Linked DNA regions of Danio rerio: all the other regions are linked to region 3. A link is a contact called in public Hi-C and HiChIP or PLAC-seq data. All regions are on one chromosome and are shown on one strand. The core of a region is the stretch at or near the end of the contact, and the rest is flanking DNA. Distances in the headings are between cores, read along the strand shown. Region 1 holds the start of icam3 (intercellular adhesion molecule 3). Region 2 holds the start of mgrn1b (mahogunin, ring finger 1b). Region 3 holds the start of dnmt1 (DNA (cytosine-5-)-methyltransferase 1).

Evidence for each region. A called contact is a pair of places that touch in the nucleus more often than the background predicts. HiChIP or PLAC-seq counts read pairs in DNA pulled down with a chosen protein or histone mark.
Region 1: an H3K4me3 HiChIP or PLAC-seq map of gastrula embryo shows a contact between it and region 3, with 8 times the contacts expected there. The contact joins the promoter of icam3 here to the promoter of dnmt1 in region 3. A contact is called at or near these places in 1 of 18 Hi-C or Micro-C datasets (caudal fin) and 3 of 4 datasets of contacts at active chromatin or transcription factors (caudal fin, embryo and gastrula embryo).
Region 2: a Hi-C map of hematopoietic stem cells shows a contact between it and region 3, with 3 times the contacts expected there. The contact joins the promoter of mgrn1b here to the promoter of dnmt1 in region 3. A contact is called at or near these places in 3 of 18 Hi-C or Micro-C datasets (caudal fin, hematopoietic stem cells and an unstated tissue) and 3 of 4 datasets of contacts at active chromatin or transcription factors (caudal fin, embryo and gastrula embryo).

Annotation. Positions count from the first base shown.
Region 1 is chr3:57,288,981-57,293,786 of GRCz12tu, forward strand. It overlaps icam3 (intercellular adhesion molecule 3), which reads left to right and starts at 1,511. Exons shown (of 7, transcript XR_012401252.1): 1 at 1,511-1,800.
Region 2 is chr3:57,392,176-57,397,157 of GRCz12tu, forward strand. It overlaps mgrn1b (mahogunin, ring finger 1b), which reads left to right and starts at 3,315. Exons shown (of 16, transcript NM_001144782.1): 1 at 3,315-3,912; 2 at 4,806-4,924. The coding sequence starts at 3,825. It overlaps ubald1b (UBA-like domain containing 1b), which reads right to left and starts at 636. Exons shown (of 3, transcript NM_001020671.2): 1 at 407-636; 2 at 46-99. The coding sequence starts at 514.
Region 3 is chr3:57,152,021-57,157,007 of GRCz12tu, forward strand. It overlaps dnmt1 (DNA (cytosine-5-)-methyltransferase 1), which reads right to left and starts at 1,363. Exons shown (of 34, transcript NM_131189.2): 1 at 1,170-1,363; 2 at 533-575. The coding sequence starts at 1,216.

The DNA.
Region 1 (4,806 bases), core at 261-2,760, 140 kb after region 3:
TCAGTTAACACTGAAGCTGTTATCGGGCCAACACTGATTAACACCATTAACTGTCATTCCTCATTTCCAGCATATGATAAATGCCTGTAATTCATGAATGGTTTGGAATACAAGGTTGGTCTTTTTATATATATATGAACAGGACGCTGAGCAGAGCATTGATATAGCATTTGTGTTTTAAAAAATTGGACAAGTTAAAGAAAGTTTATATTTTTCATTCATTCATTTTCTTGTTGGCTTAGTCCCTTAATAAATCCGGGTCGCCACAGCAGAATAAACCAACTTGTCCAGCACGTTTTAGCGCAGCGGATGCCCTTTCAGCCGCAACCCATCTCTGGGAAACATCACCATCCAGACTCACACACACACACACACTATGGACAATTTAGCCAACCCAATTCACCTGTACCGCATGTCTTTGGACTGTGGGGGAAACCGGAGTATCCAGAGGAAACCCACGCGAATGCAGGGAGAACATGCTAACTCCACACAGAAATGTCAACTGAGCCGAGGTTTGAACCAGCAACCTTCTGAGGCGACAGCACTACCTACTGGGCCACTGCGCCTAAGTGTTAATTTGTAATAAGTAAGCATTTTGTTCTTGGTGTCAGCAAACAAAACTAGTTTAGGCAATGGTGCATTTAGGGATTTGAAAGTGGTGAGCAATTCCAGCCTTTTTCATTGTATTTCTATTTGTTAATTTATTATTTTACTTTCTTTTTCTTTAATCATTCAGTCTTCTTTTCCACATTTTTTATCTTAAAGTGATCTCTACGTTGTAAATAATTAGTTTTTATCTGAAATTACGTTGATTTACAACAAAAAATAATGAATGCAATGAACTTAATTTTTAATAATCTGATTTGGTTGCTGAAATGCTTCATGATTTGGGGTGGGAGACACATTTACACGGATGTAATAATTATGTTTTTGTTCGAAACTTCTATTTGGGTTTCACGATGGCTCAGTGGTTGGCACTGTTGCCTCACAGCAAGAAGGTCGCTGGTTCAACTCTCGGCTGGGCCAGTTGGCGTTTCTGTATGGAGTTTGCATGTTGGCTTTGGTTTCTTCCAGGTGCTCCCGTTTTCCTCACAGTCCAAAGGCAGTATAGGTGGACTGCGATGTAGGTGAATTGAATAAACTAAATTGGCAATTGTTTATGGGTGTTTGTGTGAATGTGAGAATGGATGGGTGTTTCCCAGTAGGTTGCAGCTGGAAGGGCATCTGGCTGTGTAAGACATGCTGGATAAGTTGGCGATTCAATGACCAAATGTAAACCATATCGTTTGAGTTTGCCCATATTTTACCAAATTTGGAATTAAATAAACCAGCATTTTTAGTGTAAGTTATTCGTTGTGTAGTAGTGTAGTAATTAGTGAACTATCCTCTTCATGACAAATCATAAGCTTTGCTGAATTTCTGGTGATTTCCAGTGTGACGGTGGGTCATGTGAATGTAAAACTGGAAGTGAAATACCGTGAAATAAGAAGGAGCTACGGAGTTTTAGTTTAGTCAGTTGCTGCTCCCCTAAGAGTACGGGACATTCCAGTAATCTTCATTACAGCTCGTCTACACAAGGGAAGGGGCAGTTCCGCTGATTAAACCGCTGCTCACTCTCACTTTTATTCTCTCAGTGGTCGAAGTGTAACCAGATCTACAACAGTGACAGGACAATACTAAAGCCCAGGACTCGAGCTGAACCTAGTTTGAAAATGCAGAAAGGGTCGTTCTTTCTCGGCAAATCTTCACGGATGTCCCATATAGGACTACTCGGAATTTGTTTTCTCTCACTAGTTGCAGGTAACGTTAAGCGCTTTCTAATTGTTTACATTTGCTAGAGAATAACTGCGCCACTTTGTTTTGCATGTTACCGGTTTAACCCGAACAACTGTGGATGAATTTGGAATACAGAAATAACGCTAGTAATCCATAATGGCACTTCATTTGATAGCTTTCACGTCTAACAAAGAGAAAGAGTCTATGTAAGTACCGGACCGAAAGAGAAACTTGGCTGAAAGTCCCGTTAGCCGGTGATGGAGAGAATAGGCGATACATTTACTATCGTGGCTCAGATTTTATATATAGATTAAGTTTATTTACCTGTCTAATTGTGTATTTTAAGCCATGTTGCCATGGTTACACCATCAGGCGAACATGTACACGTCAAGTGAAAATACGATTATTGAAGTTTAAAGCTGGTGGTTTTAGACGCAAAGTTGTGTAGGCTAGGCTGATTTTAACTTTACAGAAGCTGAAAACAAGGTATGTAACGTCGTGTTTTCTCTCCCTCTCTTGTGTTTGGCACCGAACGACTCTGCTCAGTAAATGTTGAAGTCTAAATATTGTCTTCAAATTCCAGAAGGGGGCGCGATACCATTTCATTATAAAAAGTTTCCTTTAGATCCCTTTCGCTTTTTTTATTGCAATTTAGAACACAGATACAAGGGCAATAACATAACATTAAATTGATATCAAAATAAATACGATAAGAAATATAAAAAAATACAATTATTCAAATAGTAGATTTAAGGCTTTAAGATAATTAATATTTTATTGTACACAGGTAAATTACCTTCTATTTTAAAGTGAGTGAAAGTGTTTTCACTGCCCATTTACATTTATGAATAAAAAATGTTCCATATAATGAGCAAATTAGCAATATACCAGGTTTTTAAATCAACAGCATTCTCATAAAAAAAAACTTATCTTTGAATTGCAATTCAATATTCATTCTCTGCTTAACTAAAAAGAAAAAAGCACACCAAAATAATTGTGTATAAATACAATCATAAAATAAATGAGCAATACTCTCTTCTTTAGCATTACAGAAAGCACATTCATCAGAACGATGAACAGTTTTAAATGATATCTACTTTTATTTGTTATACAAAAACTTCTGGAGATCTTAAGTCTCATTCCAGTTGACATCTTGAAATGAGATCTCCAAACGATGGCTGAAGGAACACTGACCAATAAATCCTTCTAATATAATTATTATTACATTTTTTATATATTTATAACTTATATCAGAGGAGCTGAAAGAAGTGTCTGGGGAGAGGGAAGTCTGGGCTTCTCTCCTAAGATTGCTGCCCCTATGACCCGGCCCCGGATAAGCGAATGAAAATGATAATGATGATGATGATGATGCAATTGTGATTTTCGAAAATATAACTCGCATAATAAACATTTATTATTACCATTTGTGAGTCTCCCCAGATAGGGATCAGTGTTTTATACAGTAGTCGTTTGTCAATAGAAGTTAATATATGTCCATTAAAATTAGGTTCCTAAAGCGTGTAAACTGTGACAAAAGCTAAATATATTCGTTTTTTTGACACACACACACACACACATATATATATATATGTGTGTGTGTGTGTGTGTGTGTGTATATATATATATATATATATATATATATATATATATATATATATATATATATACATACTTTTTTTTTTAATGTTGGCTCCTAAAATCTTACCTTATACCATGGAGGAAAATATTAATGCATATGAAGTGTGTAAGTTTTTATTATTGATTACGTGATATTTTAAAAATCAGCAAAACTCCAAAATTGCCTTTTTTAGAGATTATTCCTGACATCGATGGATGATATATATTGCGTTATCAAAAATTATTGACGTTGTGTTCATGTACTATGCAATAAGTTGATACATTTATTATTGTGACAGCGTTAATAACATCATGTGGTTATTTGACCAATTCTGACACAAGATCTCAGCTATAATCTGTAACTGATATGCTAAAAAACCAGAAAAGTCAAATTTATAGACAAACTTTATGGTGTTTGAGAATGCCTCGTCTGAAAGTTTAAAGTAGTTTTAAAGTTTAAATAATTAAAGTAGATTTGAAGAAGTTTAAAACAGTCATAACTACAAATAGGTAAGCAGGTTTCTAGTTAGACAGTTGATAGGGGTTCTTAGTGGTTGCAAAGGTGTTGCTAAGTGGTTGCTAGGATGTTCTGAATGGTTGCTAGGGTGTTCTGAGTGGTTGCTTAGGTGTTGCTAGGTGGTTGCTAAGATGTTGCTAGGGTGTTCTGAGTGGTTACTAGGTGGTTGTTAAGGCATTGCTAGGCTGTTGCTTGGTTGTTGCTGCGTGGTTGCTAGGCAGTTGCTTAGTTGTTCTGAATGGTTGCTAAGGCATTGTTTGTTGGTTGCTAGGGTGGTCTGAGTGGTTGCTCGGCAGTTGTCAAAGCATTGCTAGGGTGTCCTGAGTGGTTGCAATGTAGTTGCTAAGTCATTGCTTGGATGTTTTAAGTGGTTGCTAAGGCGTTGCTAGGTGGTTGCTAGGGTTCTCCAGGTGGTTGCTAAGGTGTTGCTAAGCAGTTTGTAGAGTATTCCGAGTGGTTGCCAGGGCATTGCTAGGTGGTTGCTAGGGTGTTCAGAGTGGTTCTTAGGTGATTGCTAGGGCATTGCTACGTAAATGAATGAATAATGCATATTTTGGAAAGATATGTGCCTGAAAAGTCACAGTATTTTGTGTGAATGGTTTCTTTGTTAATCTTTGTGTTTGTGAGGATTAACAATGATGAATCTTCTGTGCTGTGTGTTGTCAGAGAGCAAATGCAATTACATTATAGTATTAAACGTGATATAATAAACATTTGAGGTCAGAATGTAATAACAAAATATGTAAGATGCTGGAACTTATTGATTATGTTTTTCATCTTATTATTCACAAAATCCTCAAACTATTTAGCTATTTATTGATCATTGATCATCCATTAAGATCAGGTGGATTAAATATTACATTTAGAGTAAGTTTTCTGTCCAGTGCACTAAAAAG
Region 2 (4,982 bases), core at 2,065-4,564, 240 kb after region 3:
AAAAGGGCCAAAACACAATGACTAAAATAACAAGAGTATACTCACCATTTGATGGCTGTAAGGAATATTAGCCTCTTGGAAAAATGTACTGAGGGCAGCCTGTAAGACAATACAATATGGATTATTTGTAATTCAACAAATACTCATTTGGAAGTACGCGAATTTAATGAATTTAACATAATATTATTTAATTCGCCTTATCATAATACTTTCTACCTCATAAATGAATTATTTCAATGTCATATTTGTTTAGATTGTCTGTTGCAGTGTTTGTTTTGCGTGATTATAAAATATAACACGCTTCAAATAAACAAAGAGTTAATTGATTTGTGTAAATTTATATTAACGTTATATTAAATGAGATTCTTCTTCATGTTAAGAGTCCTACCAAACAAACATAAGTTACCTCAAACTGCCAGTGTGAAGCTTGTAAAAACTGCTTTGCTTGATCCGCCGCGCATCCTGCTGTAAGAACAAACTGATTTATCATAACTTGATGTCTTAGTTCGTCCATATTTACTCAAGAAACCGATACAAAGTCGTCAGGTTAAGGTTTTAATCTGCAGTCTTTTAAAAACGCCGCACTAACACATCAACTTGTCGATTGGAAACAAAAATTGTTGTGAGTTGGAGGGTCCTGCTGAGCGCCCCTGCTGGACAAACGTAGTAAACACCAGCAGGGAATTCTGGGATTTGTAGTCAACTATGCAAAAATATGAGCCTAGATCAGTGGTTCCCAAAGTGGGGACAATGAAGGGGGGTCGCTTGGTGATTTCCAAAAATCTAATGAATTTTGTTGAACCACTGGAATTACCATATTTTATCCATTACCCTTTTGAAAATAAAAAATAGTTACAGCCTTTTGATTTTTATTTAATTTTTTCGATTAGATTGCAACTCTTGAGGTGATAACATTATATTAAAGACGCAGCAATAGCATTAGATGGAGCAGATTTATTTTATGGCACCGGGTTAAAATTTCTGGCACATTATACAGCACTCACATACATTTAAAAAAAGAAGAATAGACTTGGACCTATTGGTGTGGGTGTGTATTGAAGTAGGTGTGGTGTACATGCAAGGTTTCTATATTTATAACCTCCCTTGAGGATATTGGAGGTCGCGAGTCACTGGCATTGTTATTTTAGGGTCGCAGTCTGAAAAGTTTGGGAACCCCTGGCCTAGATGGTGTATGTCAAACTCAGTTTCTCAAGTGCCGCAGCTCTGCACAGTTTAGTTGCAACCCTTTGTTACCTGTGTGTTGAAGCAGGGCTTAAATTTCCTCCAGGAATTGAGTTTGACACCCCTGGTGTAAAGACATGGTGGTTTTGCATGAATATAAAAATGTTAAATTCCCACAAACACGCCGTGCATCAAGCTCACGTCACTGTATCTAGTTAATATAGAGTCATCATCATTTGTCATCTTCTATTTAATTTTTGTTATTGACTATTTTGTTATTTAAGGTAATTTATTTTATTTTAATTATTTATTTTTTCACAACAGGAAATCAGAAACATTTGATGACACATCATATGATAATGCATTCTAAAAATACTAATTCATTGTCATTAGGATTTTTTTTTTATTTTACACTATCAGTAAATACACTTTTTCCCCACAAAATAACAGGTTTAATCTATTTGTCAGAAGGACATTTAGACATTAAAATATTTATTCAAAATGCAATAACATTTAGTTGATCAATTATTGTTGTTGTGTGTTGTTATAGTCTCAGTGACGATGGAACAATTCACTCACGCTTTTGATCTTTTAAAGTTATTTTAAATATTTTAGTAAACACTTTACTTGCAGTTAATATATTTTCTATGTAAAAAAACATCTTTGTACATAAACCAGGATTAATTTGCCTCATATTCAAAACAGCACTAGTACACTAAAACATGGCAACAAACATCAAACATACAGACAATTACATTTGTTGAGAAAAGGCCTAAAATGTGCTGAAAATAAGTGAAAAATAATAAACCTAAGATCCACTCTCACGCATAAAACAACTATTAAAGTATTAGTCATTGTAGCAAAAGTAAAATAAGCACTTTATTTCTGAAAATTTAAATACTAAATACAACTCAATCTCATTTATATTTGTTTTAATTTTGTCACGAGTGTTTGTCATCATTATAAATATAATAAATATATTTGTGTAATCTCTGTTGACAGGCTGATTGGTGCAGTGGCAGCAGTAATGCGGTCGATGTACCGGTCCGTTGTGGTAAAGAAGGAGCAGAGCGAAAAGCAATGCTCTCCACCTGTCAATCTACGTTCCTACTCTCACCTGTGGTCATGAGCTTTGGGTCATGACCGAAAGGACAAGATCTCGAATACAAGCGCTAAAAATGAATTTCCTTCGAAGGGTGGCAGGGCCACTCGTATAGGGTGAAAAGCTCTGACACCCAGGAGGAGCTCTGAGTAGAGCCTCTGCTCCTCCACATCGAGAGAAGTCAGCTGAGGTGGCTCGGGCATCTGTTTTGGATGCCTCCTGGATGCTTAGGAAGGTGTTCCAGGTATGTCCCACCTCGGGGAAGACTCAGGACACGCTGGATTGACTGCTGCCCCCGTGACCCGGCCCTGGAGAAGCAGCAGAAAATGAATGAATATTTGTGTGATTTCTATTTAATGTTAATATTAATTGTGCTTTTTAGATAATTGTTTTACCAGTCAAACATAATAATGCACATATTTCATTTTAGTAGCCTACAAGAAACCCTCCGTTTCAGAATATGGGCATCGTATGCAATAGGCTAACTGTAATTATTACTCATTATGGTCACCATTTTGGATTTAATAGATATATATTTTTTAATGTCTCAAATCTTTTGTATTACTATAATATATATTTTTATTGATTTTCATAAAGAATACACATAAAACAAAATGAAAAAGTGTGTACAACTGATAAACAATTTCAGGGGCAAAAACAATTAAGTATAAAGGTATAAGTTATATAGTTAGGAAAATATTATGAGAATGACATAACAAGACAGTTTTGAGGGCTTTGAAATTGTAGGATGTAAGAAGAGTATTGAGGTAGAAAAATACACAAACAACAGAAAACTAAAGAGGAAATAGGGTTTAGCATCTTGAAAGTTACATTTCTGCAAAAATAATTTTTCAGGAAAAATAAATAAATGTATTAGATAATATTTGTCCTTGCCTTGTTTCTTAAAAGTTATGGCAGCCAAAGAATTAATTATTTTTTTAAATATAAAATATACCATCTTCTTGACCACAATGAAAGGATTCTCGCGGTCGCAGTGACAAAAGCTCAGGCTCTTCTGATTGGTCGAGCTCATAGGTCTCATGACGAGCTCAGCCAATCACGAGGCGATATGCTACAACTTTCGCAGGGAAGCATCGCAACAACGATTTCCTTGTGTTGTGTTTTCACGAAGGAGCTGCTGCTTTTAAATCGAAAACAAACCAGACGACAAAATCCTTCCCTCGCCTCATTTACCTTGCTTTTTAGAGTTTACTGTTATTTCTGGTGTGCTTCTTTGCATCTTGTTTTATTGAGTCTCTGCTCGTGACAGATGAACTAACTGGCTAGATGCTGACTTGCTAGTCAGTTAGCCAGTGTCAAGACTGATCCAGCTGACTGAACTGAACATCATATAAACACGACTGTACCAGATTCGACTCCGAAGAGAAGAAATGTCAATTAACTACATGCCATGTTAAATTGAACAAGCAGTCGGTTCGGAAGCGTTGCTGACATTACGCAGCTACGATTAGCTGGCTAGCTGTTGTTGTACACCATTAATAACCGCTGTCGTTAGTGCTGATCGGATTGAGTTGGAGAAATGGGTTCAATTCTCAGTCGAAGAATCGCTGGTGTTGAAGACATCGACATCCAGGCCAATTCTGCATACAGATATCCTCCAAAATCAGGTAACGTTAAGGCTGATAAAAGCTGCTGTTGGTCTTCTCTTGCATTGTGAGTTAAACACTCATCATCTCAGATAAGTTGGATTAATATCCATAATAATAAATTAGTCAATCAATTGCTGTCAATTGATTCACCAGATGTGATTCTAAAAGTTAAGTCAATTATAGTATGATTAGTAGAGTATAATTCATACAGTGGCTATTAGAGTACATTTGACTAGTATCCAGTAGCAGATGTTGGATTTTAAAATAGACACCTTTAACTACATTAAAATGGCTTATTTGAAGTGAAAATATAAATTAATTACAAATATAAGAATAATTGCACTTACAACCAAGAATATTAGTTTAAGTTGAGCTTTGTTGTTCCGCTGCATGTGTTGACATAAAGTGAAATGACAAGTCGTGTCTCACAGAACCATGGTCCTACATAAATAAAGTACATAAATAATAATGATTTACTTATTAAACAATTATCAATGCATCAATATTACCTCCAGTTATTTTATTAATAATACAGTTAGCGTCAGAATATAAATCTATGTTTTATCATTTTATTTATTCATGTCCCAAACTTAATTTCTAATAATGTTCTTCTCTTAAAAACTAAAACTGAAACGTCAGAGGCTTTTATTGTTATACAAATAGAGGCTTTTATTGTTATACAACTCTTTTATTCACATAATACGAATAACAGTAGTACTTTATATTTATATGTAACATTATGGAATGCTACATAAATTTATGTAAACCCTACTGTCTAATCTGAATGTCAGCTATGATTATTTTATTGTACACAAGGCCAGACAGATTATGCAGTATTTATAGTGTTTTTCTGTTCAAACATTAGGTTAGATGTGTCATATATTGGTTAATTATTGTTTTCTTTTCCCAAGGAAACTATTTTGCCAGCCACTTTTTCATGGGTGGAGAAAAATTTGACACTCCTCATCCCGAGGGTTACCTTTTTGGGGAAAATATGGATCTCAACTTTCTCGGCAACCGTCCAGTGCAGGTACAGTAAAATCAGTGATTCTGACTTTCTGCTTGTAAATATATGAGGACTGCACACA
Region 3 (4,987 bases), core at 113-2,612:
CCATGTTTTCTAATTATTTTTTTTAAATAGTATTTCATGTAATTATTCCGATAGTTTTACCATAAACTGACATTAACCATTTGGTAGAGGTTGATGTTTTCGAAATTATGGGATGTGTTGAAAGATAGGACTGTGTTTGTCTACTAGCGACATTGGGAGATAAGAAATGCAATAAAAAAAAAAATCTTGGTGAGGCAATTAAAAAAAAAAAAGCACTCTCAGAACTTTCAGTGAAGGCATTAGTCTTACTACTTGAACAAAATAGCCTTGAAAAAGAGCACAAGTATACAAACTGAAACTCTTATTAATGATTCATGTTGTAAACTGTATATCAAAAGCCTCTTTACAAAACTGTTTATACAGTTTAAAAGGCCAACAGTTTAAGAAAGCCTTTTGCCAGATGCACAACAACTACACGGTTAAACTGTACATTCTGAATGAAAGGGATTGTGTTATTTTGTGTTAGTGTGGACATGCAATAAGTAACCACCTAATTTCATTTGAACTCATACGCAGTAACGTAAATGTTTACCTCATCTGACAAACTGTCTCCACCTTCATCCAACACCTGAAGCCTAGAAAAATAAACAAACATCCAATTAGCATTGCACAATCACCACTTCAAGTATAAATAACATTTAATAAACGTTGATAAATCCAAAATTTATTGAACTGGACGCATTCATCTCAACACATTGTTGGACAACGCGAGTAAACAAACACGCATGGACAGACCAGATTCACGAAAACCACTTCAGATAATCGTGTCTTTAAGAAAGTACACAGAATTCATTAGTATTTCGTGGGTATAACTGTAATGACTCGTGCAGTGATTGAGCAGAGGGAGACAGGAGGCGGGCAGGGCTTCACTAGGACACATGTGTATTTGGCGCCAAATGCAGTCATACTGACACCTGCGAGGCTGTTCGCATCAAAACAATCGCCTGTTTTACCCACGAAACGCGAGCTGGTGGCGGGCAGAACGTTCGTAGCCTGGCTAAATGCTAACAATAATAAAAACACAGCATCTCTTTTCGCTTAAAAATGGCACACATAAACAACCGAACTGCCGTTTTGTGACGTGATCAGTCTGCAGCGCGAAGCGTGTAAAGCCCGCGAATGAGCAAACGACCATCACAGTGGCATTAAAAGCAAATACAGCACCATACCGTTCTTTGACATCCTCTGGCAGAGACAATGAGGTCTTGGTAGGCATTTCAAGTTCGATTTTGATCAAAGGAATTGACTACTTAAAAACACGATTTAAAACAACAACAGATAAAAGCGGGTATTAATATGTGACAGTGCCAACTGCAGCGCGCGCTGGAGAGGCTCAACGGGCTTTATGAATTGTCGCTAGCAGCTGAGAAATACGCGCGGGCCGCCTTTTCGCGCGGAAACGCGGGTGAGTCGGACGCTACCATTCATTTAAAGCACGGGGATGGACGGTGTCAAAGAAGTTGTGCGTTTGTGTTTCGTTTTAAAATAAATCAGTGAGAGTGTTGTGAGTGTATCTGGGTCTAATTCGGTTTATTAAATGTATACGTTAAGGGTAAAGGAATAACAAATATTAAGCTCATTTCAAGGTTTATTTTCATGTTCACCCCTTAGGAGATTCAACCATTACGGGATGTACCACATTTGCTTTGCCTCAGGGGTGCATATTTGCCCATGAATTTCATTACCTCCTTTTTTTTATTTTTTTAAAGCACATAAAGTAGTGTTGACATGTATACAATTAACAAAAGATCAACAATTAACGTTGTTAACTGAAAGATAACTTCGAAAAGAGAAAGAAAAATAAAAGATATGAATTCATTAACGCTTCCTGTTGAAATATTTAGCTCCTCCTGCGAGTCTGCGACAACAAAACTGTGACATAGTTCAAAATAAGTTAATACATTTATTTATGCAATAGAGACACTTAAACAACAACAACGAATGATAAATAAATGCAGTAAACAGGCATGTCAAATAGAAAAAATATCCTAATGGTCTACTTTGAATGCTTTATATGACTTAAACGAAATTTTTATTTTAGACTAGTCACACCTTTTCTGTCACCACCCATATCTTTCTTTAGGCCAAACAGGGGCCTGTACCATGAAGCCAGATTAGCTGGCTAGCTAGTTAAGTTTCAGTTCTACTTACAATTATAGAATATTATAATAGAATATTTCCCTATTCCTGTAAAAAGAAAAGAGATTTTCTAAGGCGGACACTATTGAAGTAAGAAATAGATACCTGTCACTTCCCTTGTTACCTAAAATGAAAGAAGAACACTTCAAAACAATTAATGGCATTTATCCATGTAATGAGTTTTCTAGAATTCTAGACAGTAATGCTTGCATTTTCCGCTTGAAAGTGTGTGTGTGTGTGTGTGTGTGTGTGTGTATATATATATATATATATATATATATATATATATATATATATATATATATATATATATATATATATATATATATATATATGTATGTATGTATGTATGTATGTATGTATGTGTATATATATATATATATATATATATATATATATATATATATATACAGTTGTACTATTTTAAAATCCTTTTGGGACAGATTATATAGGGGGTCGATAACAAAAAAAATGTAATACCTGTTTTTGGCTATCACATTGTGAAATTTGATATTTTTATGAAAAACAAAGAAATTAAATTTTTGTGCAATTATATGTTGATTGTAGCAAAATTTTCTATTCACAAATGTAGATTTGATAAAGCTTCTCCTCGTGTCAAAGCATTTAATTATTTTTTTTTACATTTTATAAAAATCTATAAAACAGATGTAAACAAAAAGTGTTGTAAAGCTTTCTAAACTTTTGTCAGCTCATATCGATTGACCACCCTAAATTTATTTTCATTTATATTAGTAAGATTTAAGGTTTTATTTATGCTATTATTATTATTATTAATATTATTATTATTATTATGTACTGTGGTTTATTTTATGCTGCTTGGATGTAAGTTATATATGTTTAACAGTGGAAGTTAAAAATGGTTTTAGGTACCATAAATTTAACTTAGCTCGGCTGCTCCATAATAATATGGCAAAAAAAAAGAAGTAATTAAAGTCAAGCTGCCTTCATTCTACCAATAACCCTGTGCAAATTAAACTGAAAATTAACTAGCTAGCCAGCCAATTCAGCTTCATGGTGCTGACCCCTGATGTTCCCTACTTTGATTTGTCCTATGATCACAAACCTCATTATGCAGTGCATGTTACTCCAACAGATGGCGCAATAGACTAATAGATCTGATAAATCCAACCTTGTCCAGCAGCACACCATGGTGCTTTGAGTATTGGAAGTAACATGTTAAACTGTAAAGAGACGTTTAAAGGTTTGCTTGAATGAAGTCATAGTTAATAAGCTGAAATTCTTCACCTCACTCTTATAATCTACCAAAACTCTGAAGACAAGTTAAAAGTGTAAAAGGTTGTTTAAATGGTGTCAGCAGACCATAAATAACCCCAAAGGCTCAAATCATTAAGTCTTTCAGCAGCAATGTATTGGAGTTGTTAAATATTAAAAATAGTAAGTCTGTTATATAAAACAATCATAATCATAATCCAGACCACTGATTTATATGTTTTCACAGATTTTGTAGAGATAAAATTATCTTAGTAAACAACGGTTTACTCATGAAGGCAGACAGTTTGCATTTTAATATACCTAGAAGGTCATATGAGTTATTTGGAGATAATTTGTGAGTTGACAAATCTAAACCAGCCAATCAGGCTTTGTTGGAACCTGATAATTTCTTGCAAGAGTCTGACGAATTCACTTTTGTCTACTGCAGTGGTTCTTAAACTGTGGTACATGTACCACTAATGGTACGCGGAGAAATGAAATATGTACGTATATGCTACATATATTTCAAAATTTATCAAAAATTATGTAAATAATATGCCATATATGACATATAGCCTATATTTCTGAGGTAATCTGCCACGTTTTTTAACTTTGCAGAGTTGCTTTACTGGGTATACTACGCTACTGTATTTTAATACTGCTCATTTTAGTGGTACTTGGAGAGACAATTTTTTTCTGAGGTGGTACTTGATAAAAAAAAGTTTGAGAGCCACTGGTCTACTGCCAACAGTTAAGAGATAAAAAAAAAAAAAGCTTTAATCCATTGATGTGTTCTTGTTTGTTGTTTGGACAGAATGAAATCTGGTGTTTTCCCACAGATGGGTTGCAGCTGGAAGGGCATCCGCTGCGTAAAAACTTGCTGGATAAGTTGGCGGTTCATTCCGCTGTGGCGACCCTGGATTAATAAAGGGACTAAGCCGACAAGAAAATGAATGAATGATATCTGGTGTGAATATCTAAATATTCTTCATGAATATCCTTCACTCATTCATCATGACTTTTATTGTGGACTCCAGCATTGATTAACAAATTAACTTTGTTAAATACACACTAAAACTGAATTTAAGTCTTTTTTTTTTTTGTAATTTCGTTTCGTAAATAATGTCTTAATCGCCACTCGAAGTCATATGCATACACAAATATAGATAAGGGATTAAAGGATAGTGAGTAAGTGTAATTACTTTTGCATTTTGTCAGCTTTCTTCAAAACAAACAACAACACTTTGTTATATTTAATGTTTTTTTTTTTTTTTTGCCATAATTGACACAATAGCAAAAAGGTGGCAAGTCCTGCTTTAAAGAGAATGAAACAGATTTTAATGAGACCAGCTTTTCTCTTTACTTTTTCAGGTACTTGAATTGCTGTAATTGTTTTTCCACCATAATTGACACAATGTCAGGATGTTGGCAAGTTCTGCTTTTGTTAACTTATTGTTAATTTTTGGTCATTGTTACTTCTGGTTAATTTTGTCAGCTATTTGTAGAGCAAATTATAGTATTTTAAAACTTTATATATATATATATAGTTTTAAAATACTATAATATATATATATATATATATATTTTTTTTTTTTTTTTTTTTTTTTCCCATAAA